Regions from separate parts of the Rattus norvegicus genome. Here region 1 is linked to region 2. The links are chromatin contacts, called in public Hi-C maps. All regions are on one chromosome and are shown on one strand. Each heading gives the region's core, a stretch centred on a gene start, on an enhancer-like site or on the middle of the called end of the contact. The rest is flanking DNA. Distances are from core to core; before and after follow the strand shown.

Region 1 (4,531 bases), core at 1,498-3,997, 79 kb after region 2:
AAAAAAAAAAAAAAGGCTAACCTCAAATAACTTCTCCAGTCTAAAAGGAATGAAGGACATCTTCCACAAAGACCCAGGAGAAGTATAATAGTTGACAGTCCACCTTCCTCAGAGGAGCCCACTCTGCAAGCCTCTAACTCAGCCTCAATCTGGAAACATTCCAGGTGAGTAGGGGTGCTGCTATGTCAAATGAACATTCTCCCAAATAGCTCTCAGGAAAGCATTGACAGCCCAGACCTATTCCAAGAAGAGAAGAGGGAAAGGGTCACAGATACTCAGAACAAATCCACCCCAACCCCATGTGGCCAAGGCACCTGATTGCCTCTCCTTAGCTACAGTGCCCTTATGGTCATAGAGAAGGACTGAGGACCCATCTATATCCATGACTCTCAGTGTCTCAGGACAGGCTTCGAAGGCTCTCCCTGCCCCTATAGAAAAAAGCCTCTAGGAGATGTTTGAACAAAAGGAGGCAGCCAGGCCAAGTCAGGAACCACAGTGGAAAAAACAGCACTCTCAGTCAGGCAACGTGGCTCCTGGCTTGGGGCCCTACTGCTGCAAGCAGGACAGCACGTTAGCTCTGAACATAGGCAGCACTGGTAAAACAGTGTGTGGTATCTTTTCCAAAGCCACAATAAGGCCCCCAGGAGAAGCCACGTAGTCTAGGAACAGTTTGGAAACAGGCACTGCAAGCTTGCAAACAAGAATTTTGAAAGACGCCTGTAAAGTATAAGCATAGCTCCCACAGCTTTGTGGCCTGTGGACGTCTAATTCCGTCCGCGTGTTCTTTCAGTAATTTATCTTTCAGTAGTTCCCCTTGACCGGGGTGGGAGGCGCCGATGTGAGAACTGGGATGTCTTTAGGAAAATGAACTCCAGGAGCTGGAGATGTAGCTCAGGGGAATATTTGCCTACCGTTCCCATTCACCAGGCCCCTTGTTATGCATACACTGATGATAGTGGTCCATTGCATTCACTCCAGTACTCCATTGGTGCAAACTGGAAAAGTTCAAGGTCATGTTCGGCTCCCTCAGGAGTTCCAGGTCAGCCTGCCCTAGAGAGCCTACAAAAACCTCACTATAAAAACTAAAGACGAGTGAATATATCAAAATGTTAACTCCAGAATTCAAATTGTGTTGGGTCCAGAAAATGTCCCTCCTAGTCCAACTGAGTTCCATGCACCCATTTTCCCAGGAGGGTCACATGGAACCCTGGAACACAAAATAGGTATGTATGGCAAAGGGTGGTGCCTGACTTAAAACCCCACGGGGGAGGGGGGGGCACCTGGCCCTTTAACACTGCCACAGTCACCCTGAAGCATGAAGTAGTTACTGTTTGTTTCAAGACCACCCAGGAGTCCCACTCAACAGAGGCCAAGTCCAGAGTCTTGGCCTCCAATTCAAAATCCCCTCTACACATACTTCCTGAACAGTCTTTAAAATGTAATAAAAGCCAAACTGTGGGAGACACTAGAAAAAGTAGTACAGCCCACGGGTGCCACTGAGGAGGAACAAAACTTTGGTTCTCTGGAAGCCACGGAGGCAACCCCATGGGAACGGTTCTTCACACTCTGCATTCCTTTGCTGGTGCTTTTTCCACCACCCTGGCTACGCCCCACTGGTCATCTGATTCCACAACTCTTCCTTTAGAACGGCCCCTGTCTCTGCCCTCTTATCCTAGGGCGCCCTAACCACCTTTCCTTCCATCTGCTATTGTGTTTTTATGCATCTCTTAGCAGTCTAAACTACCACCCTGGCCAGGGTCATGGAGAAGGACCTGTCTCCCAGACACCCCTCCTGGAAGGTCCTTCCTTCCTAAAAGTGTCCTAAGCAAAATTGTTCTGTCCTTCTAATCCTAGGACACTGGAATACACGGAACCGTGGGAAGGGTTCCCAGAGCCTTGTCTAGCTCTCCTTGTTATGTGGCCTTTGACCCTGCACCAGGCAGGCTGTAGATAACTGTTCAAAATAAGCATACTTTAAAGCATTCTCTGAAAAAGAGACCAAACAAGAACTAGAGCAAACTTTAGGTACGACCACCAGAGACCCGCCTAGGGTGAAGAAGTCGCCTCTTCCCGCGCAACGGAGGCGGCCAGGAAGCCTTCTGTTAGCAGGAGCGATTAAATCTCTGAGCTCCAGGGACGGTGCAGAAAACCGGGAGCAATGCGGAGCACGGAATGCGAGAGTCCTGAGGGGACTCCTCAGGAAAGAGAGGTGCAAGGGACACCGAGACTCCTGGGCCAGAGGCCAGCAGAGGACCATGCCCATGGCTAGGCGCGGCTAAGCACTGCGGGGTACTCGCGACTGCCACTGTCTAGAACGGACCGGACCTTCCCCACGCCCTCGCTCTACCCATGGCCAGGTCACGGCGGGAGTCCACCCAAGGCCTGCAGACGGCCGCCCACCCGGGCCACTCCAGCTCAGCACATCCCGCGCCTGCGGCTGTAGACTTCTCCGTGGCGCGCGATCCCCAAGTGCAAGCGGCCAGGAGGACGCGGCCGTCACCCAGCGGACTCAAGGAGCAGAGCCCTCATCGCCTCCCCGGAGCCCGCGGGTCACCGCCCGGCAGCACCGGTTAGGGGGCCGAAACCAGCCCCGCACAGCCTTGTCCCGCGCGGCCCGCTCGGGCGATGCCGACACAAAGGGGACGCGCGCGTCACCCACCTGGTCCCGCGCGGTCCGGGCTCCCGCTCGGCCTCTTTGCGCGCGGTTGCGATGGCCCCGCCCGGTGCCGGCTCGCGGGTGCTGCTGCCCCGTCAGCCTCCCGCGTGCAGCCCGCCCCGCAGCGCAGCGCCCTTTATGCCTCCCCGCCCTGCGCCCCGAGAGCTGCGCGTGGGGTCGACGGGGCGCGAGCGCGCACTAAAGCGCGGGCGCGGGAGGCAGAGCCAGTTTGCACGCCAGCGCCCCCTGCCGTTCAGAGGCGCCTTAATGTCCATGCACCAGGACCAGCTGTGCAGCCCCCACCAATGCCAGAGGACCCAGGTCAGCTTACTGACCTTATGGTGCCTTTCGGGGGTACAATGAGACCTCCTGAAGTTGTACCCCTACTTCCAATACCAGAAGAGCAAGTCCCAACAGCTACAAAGAAATGTGTTAAAGAAAAAAAAAGACCCTACCAATGAGGAACTGGGAATATCGTTCAGCGGGATATCTGGGACCCTCTACTGTAGTCTGGCTATGCAAATTATAGTAAGCCTCTGAACTTGACAGAACCTACTAGGCGATCTGCCTGTGGGTACTTTAAAAGAATCATCTTTTCACCCAAGTTCTGATGAAGCAAATGGATGGAAGAGTTCTCAACGGGCCCGGGCCTGAGGCTAAGGCTCCGTGAGTATATGTGGCGTATATGTGAAACAAAAGCCACAGCATTTTGTTTCTTTCTCTTAGCGCCTAAAATCCACCAGTGGATGGGAATTCCCATAAGTTATTCTCTTGCAATCCCTCTGTTAGTTCCTGAAAATTCATGTCAAACGTGCAAAAGTGGGCGAACCCTTTGAGTATGTATTATGGCTAGAATGAAATGTCGCCACAGGCATGTGTTCTGAACGCTTGGTCCCCATCTGGTAAAGATATTTCTGGGAGGTTCTGGGAATGTCCGGAGATGAGAGTTAACTAGGGAAGGCTCGAGGGGGGGCGGGGCGTGAGGGGGAGGTTGATCCTCTCTCTCTCTCTCTCTCTCTCTCTCTCTCTCTCTCTCTCTCTCTCCCTCCCTCCCTCCCTCCCTCCCTCCCTCCCTCCCTCCCTCCCTCCCCTAAGATGTTCTGCTCAAGCACTTTGGGCTCAAACAGCTGAGGACTGCACCCTTTGGCTAGGGGACTGGAGAGCCTCTGTTTGCTAACTCGCTCGACTTCTCCGGTTTTCCCCTGGAGAATTAAAACAGGATTAAAAGCTCTGTACCCTCTACTTTCTGCTACTACATTCCCGGGTACATATGTGTGTATACATGTGTACGTGGGTATGTGTGCAAGCCAAAAGGCAATGCTGGGGTGTTCACTTCTCTTTCTCTACCCTATATTATGACCCTAAACTCCTCTAATTCAGCTAGCTTGGTTGGCCAGCAAGCTCCGGAAGCCCTCTGTGCTATTACCCCAAACCCCATTACCCAGTGCTAGGATGGCAGGCATACACGACACCTGTACTCTTACGTGGATGCTGGTTACTAAGCTCAGGTCCTCAGGCCTGTATGACAAGCACTGTAGTGACCGAACTGTCTCCCCAACCCCTACATCCATACCCTCACCAGTTACCGCGTTGACTGTTTCTAATCTTCAGAAACACACACTTGGAGGACGTGGTGCCTCATACAAAGAAGGCTAACATTCTGAGGGCTGAGGTAGAAAGAATTGCAAAGTCAAGGTCAGCCTGGACTAGATAGTGAGACTCTGTGTCCAATAGGCAAAAGTCAAAACAAAACAAGGACACGCGTGGCCTCCCAGAGCCTTGGCTTGCATCAGACTCTGTATAAATGCCATTGTTCAAGAAAGCGCACAGTGTGAAGAATCCTAACAACAGCACTTTGTTGCTTCGGCCTCTCAC
Region 2 (4,549 bases), core at 926-3,425:
TCCACATTCACGGGAATGTTCTGACTCTCCCCCTGAATGGTTCGCCCTACCTGCTTGGTCTTGAGGTTTAGAGAAACTAGCTAGTTTAGACATCTGAGACAGGTTCCAGTCCCTTGGCTGAACCAATCAATGAACCTATCTTAGCTAACCCAGGAGTCAGATCCTACAGCAGGGTCTTTTTTTGGAGAAGGACTTGTACTTTTGATCTAGAGTTACTGATAACACCCCTCCTCCTCTTCTAGAGATACTGTGACAAAGAAATGACCACTGAAGTCACCCATCTGTTAGAGACCATTTTAGGATGAAGGAAAAAGAATCTGGTCCTTGTATAAGCCACAGATAAGAGTGTGAGCACTTCTTCTAGGCTCTGCCCCACAGATATCTGGCAACAGTGTGCTTGACTCACTATAAAAGCAAACCCCTCCTCACTCTCTTGCTCTTCTTAATCCCTTCCTCTCTTCCCTCCCTGTCCCTTCTCTTCCCATTCTCCCCCGTCTTCTACTACAATACTCTCTCTCTCTCTCTCTCTCTCTCTCTCTCTCTCTCTCTCTCTCGCCCCCTCCCTCCGTCTTCCCCCCTTCTCTCTCCTATTCAACTCCCTTCCCCATATCCTAAATAAACTCTATCCTATGCCACATCATCCATCATGTGGCTGGTCCCTCAGTGGGAAGGGATGGCCCAGCATGGGCCAACAGAGGCACCCCCTTCCCCCGCACCAAACCACACCTCCACCAAACATATCCCTGGCTTCTTTTTCGTTCTTATAAAACACAGCAACGAGTAGCTGGTATGCACCACAGAGACTCGGGTGAGAATGGGAAGGTGCTGGCAGTGACAGAAAAGAGACAAAGCTGGTAAGTCTTGGTGATCAGAGACAGCCCAGGTTCCTAGCTGTGGAGACCACAGAAGGTAAGGAGTCAAACCTATCACTCCACAGCTGGGCAGTGATTCACAGTCCTCACACAACAGCGAGTTACAGGGGCCATTCTGAACCACACAACCTTGTGGGCCAACATCTTCCTTCTCTGGATCAAATGTTACTAATCCCTGTGCAGCTGTCTAGAAGCACGACACCTTCTTCCAGTGTGACACACTTGTCTTGCTTTCCCGTCTGTCTGATCAAGAGCCCTAGCTTCTCTACGGCTTGTCCGTGCTGGTGTGACCCCAGGGACCCCAGCAGAGGAGGTGATGTACAACTGGCTTGGCATATTGGCACTTCTTAGCCTTCTCTGCCAACATATGGGCGCCCCTATTGCTTCTACCCCAGAGCTGCAAACAAGATGCTTATCTTCAACATCCACAGCCACAGGGGAGAAAGTCACAGCTTCCACAGAATTACACTGCTCCTTGGTACTGCTGGCCTGGCTTCCTTGAGAAAGTGGTGGCCGCATCTCACATCCCTTGGAGCCTTTGGCACCTGTTAGGGTTGTTTGTTTGTTTTACAAGAATCCTCTAGACATGGAAACAAAAACAACAATGAAATGAAAGGTTTGGCACGAAGGCAGGAAGCAGGGTGTTTCAGGAGGAAAGAGCATACTGCCGCTCTGACAGCTCCAGGTGACTGGAGAGAAGCGGATGCACCCAAAGGCAATCAGAATAGATGGGCGTTAGGGACTGGTGGGAACTGTAATAATGCCCCTTCCGGCAATAGGGAAGCACTCTGCAGAAAGCTAATTTTTTTTAAGCCCAACTTGACAAGCCCTAGTCCTAGCTCATGCACTGGCTGAGATCTGAGCCTTGTTCAGTGCATTAATCAGATGGAGAGAGTAAGTCCATCTTTTTCTAGTCTCCAGCCTCCCCAGTCCTCCCCTTCCTTCTGAAAACATCAAAAGCAATTTCCTCCCTAGCAGGTTGATGTTAGTTTTTCCTGGGGCTTTAATGAGGCACCTGTCTTTGAATGTGAGCTCCAGGTTCAAGATCAAATCACTTTGGTTCATGTCCTGAGCCTTTATTGATTAGCTATTATGAGTCCTGCACTAAGCTACCCGTTGAGGGGATACATAATGAACCACAAAGTCTCCTTGCTTCTGAGCCTAGGGCCAGCTGGGTATGAGGTGCTGTGGGCTTCAGGCTCAGGCTCCTGGATCTGAAGGCCTAAATGAAACAGGGTGCAGGCCCTGGGCAGGAGAGTGAAGTCCCTCAGGGCAGGGAGGTAGGAAAGACTTGCGGCCAAGTTCTCATCTCAGTTCCACAGGCAACTGCCCAACTCTGCAGTCAGAATGGCTTTCAAAATCAGAAGTGATCGGTTCATTTGTTTGTTTGTTTCAAAGAACAGTCTAAAGAGAGTTCCCTCCCCACTTCTGTACCTTTGAAAGCAACTGCAGTGTTTCATTTTGACATTCAGCCTTATTGATATCTAACTGACAAACACAAACAGCGTGTTTAAGGCGACTGAGGTGATGTTTTCATGCGCGCGCGTGTTTGTGTGTGTGTGTGTGTGTGTGTGTGAATTCCTATATGTGAACATGGGTGTGTGCAGAGGACAACCTCAGATGCAGACCCTCACCTTCCATTTTGCCTCAGACATGGAGCCTTCACTGTTATTCCTCCGTGGAAGCCAGGCTGGGTGGCCCATGAGTTTCTAGGGACCCTCCTGTCGCCACCTCCCACCTCCTGGTAGGGACACTCAGATTGCATAGGTTCATGCTATGCCCTTGGGTTTGTGTGGGTTCCGATAACCTGAACTCAGGCATTCACATTTGGAAGGCCCTGCCCGTAATGAGCCAGTTCCCCAGACCCGACGGCAAACATTCTGAAGTAATCAATAAAGCGCGTATCGTGTCCTTTTGACCTTGGGTTTACTGCGGTAGCTGCTCGTATTTGCCTAAGCTGAGAGAGCACACCTGCACACTCTGTACAGCATGCTAACCCACCCGTCACGTCGTCACACAACCGCGCTCGGCCGCACCCTCTGATCAACACCGCCTTGTCCTATCTACTCCATCTATGTTTCCTTCTGTGCCGGGCGTGGAGGATCGGAAAAAATGAGTAAATATTATTTTTTTCAGTTTTTAAAACACTTTTTTTCTGTTAAGTTTTTGTTGTTGTTTTCTTTTATGATGGATAAAAATTCTAAGTTTCGGACTAGAGAGATGGCTCAGCTGTTAAGAGTACTTGCTTTTCTTCCCAGAACCCACATCACTGGCTTACATTGCCCATAACTCCAGCCCTAGAGGATCTGATGCCTTCTTCTGGCCTACATTAATACGCACGCATGCACGCACGCACGCACGCACACTCTTAGAGAGAAAGAGAGCAGATACACATACATCTACACGCACAAAAATGAAACAAAAAGAAAAATTCATGTCTGAATTAGACTCAAACCCAAACTTCTCAAGTCAGCAATCTCTACACTCATACTGAGAACAGGTCACTGGCCTCGAGAGATTCTGGGTGCAGTGTAAGAAAATTAGGCCTCCAGCAGTAGACATAGTCATGCCGCATCCAGCAGGGAGAAATAACACTAATGATGGCTATGTATCCTCCCTACGCACGACGGTTCTCAGGTTAGCCCAGCCACAGTGTCAAATGTGGACTCATCAATAAACTGAAAACGAGGTGTGGGAAAGCCCTCCTGTCTGGCAAGAAGAATGTGTGCTGTGTTGGGCATTTTCCTTGTCCCAGCAGATACTACAATCCCTCTTAAGAGATAGCTTGTGTGCCACCAGCAACTGTCATGCAAAACTTCTACTCCAGCCACCTGCCTGACTTACAGAGGAATTCTTCCCATATGTGTGGGAGTCTGGGTATACACTTAGGCTCCCACCACCTTTAGTCCCAAGGGAGGCTTGGTATGTCTGGAAGTGAGAGCAACAAGTTCCTTGAATATGGCTCGAGGCAAGTGACCAACCAGGGTACAGAAGATACACTGGCACTGGGCAATGGTTGTCATCTGCTCCGCTGGGTACTCCCCGAGGCACAGCTTGCAGGACACCAGGGGGTCGAGGGCCAGGTCCCAGGTGGGCCGATATCTTGCAGTGGTCATCGCAGAACAGTCTGAAATGAGAGACATACACACTCAGGTCCTCCTCCTGTGGCTTCCATAGAAACACGGCGAGAATTCCATCTCCCGGTTATGGTGGGATGGCGTTAGGGAGGGGACAGCAAGTGGCTGTGGATGGAGACCAGTTCCTCTGAGGAGGTTTTTCCAGGGATTCTTGTCTCAGGTATGAGGGTGGCTATTTTACATTCTGGTGTTAAACCTCAAGATTGAAACAGACCACACCCACCCATCCTTAAGCCTCCGAGATGCATTTGATAGGAGTGTGTTGGTGACGTTTAGCAAGCACGGAAGGCTGGCTAAGATACTTCCTTCTTGTGTTTGACACGAAACATCTGAGGGAAAGGACCTAATGAAGCCCATCTCTCAGGCCCTTCTCATCCTCACAAGAGACACAGCTTCCCCAGTGGACAACCAGTAACACCTCCATCCCCGTGTGCTGCTTAAGAAACCCCATTTTCAAGAACATTCGGCTCTGGACAGCGATGCTCTTTGACAGTCAGGTTCACTTAAGGAAATCAAATGCATACAACCATCCTTCAGCGA

What was found. Hi-C and Micro-C count contacts between places; a contact is called where the count stands out from the background.
Region 1: a contact with region 2 is called in a Hi-C map of liver, with 5 times the contacts expected there. The contact joins the promoter of Rnf144a here to the enhancer-like site in region 2. A contact is called at or near these places in 5 of 12 Hi-C or Micro-C datasets (kidney, liver, prefrontal cortex and 1 more).

What each region holds. Positions count from the first base shown.
Region 1 is chr6:48,745,430-48,749,960 of GRCr8, forward strand. It overlaps Rnf144a (ring finger protein 144A), which reads right to left and starts at 2,748. Exons shown (of 9, transcript NM_001082410.1): 1 at 2,660-2,748. LOC134479352 (a long non-coding RNA gene) reads left to right here and starts at 2,866. Exons shown (of 2, transcript XR_010052554.1): 1 at 2,866-3,322.
Region 2 is chr6:48,666,931-48,671,479 of GRCr8, forward strand. Rnf144a (ring finger protein 144A) reads right to left here. Exons shown (of 9, transcript NM_001082410.1): 3 at 3,854-3,999. The coding sequence starts at 3,988. Among named protein-coding and RNA genes, the nearest start is that of Rnf144a, 79 kb to the right of the region's middle. Within about 2 kb of position 2,176, at least 4 of the 93 cell types and tissues checked have an H3K27ac peak or open chromatin away from gene starts, as enhancers often do. A contact at or near this core is called in liver, where this site is marked.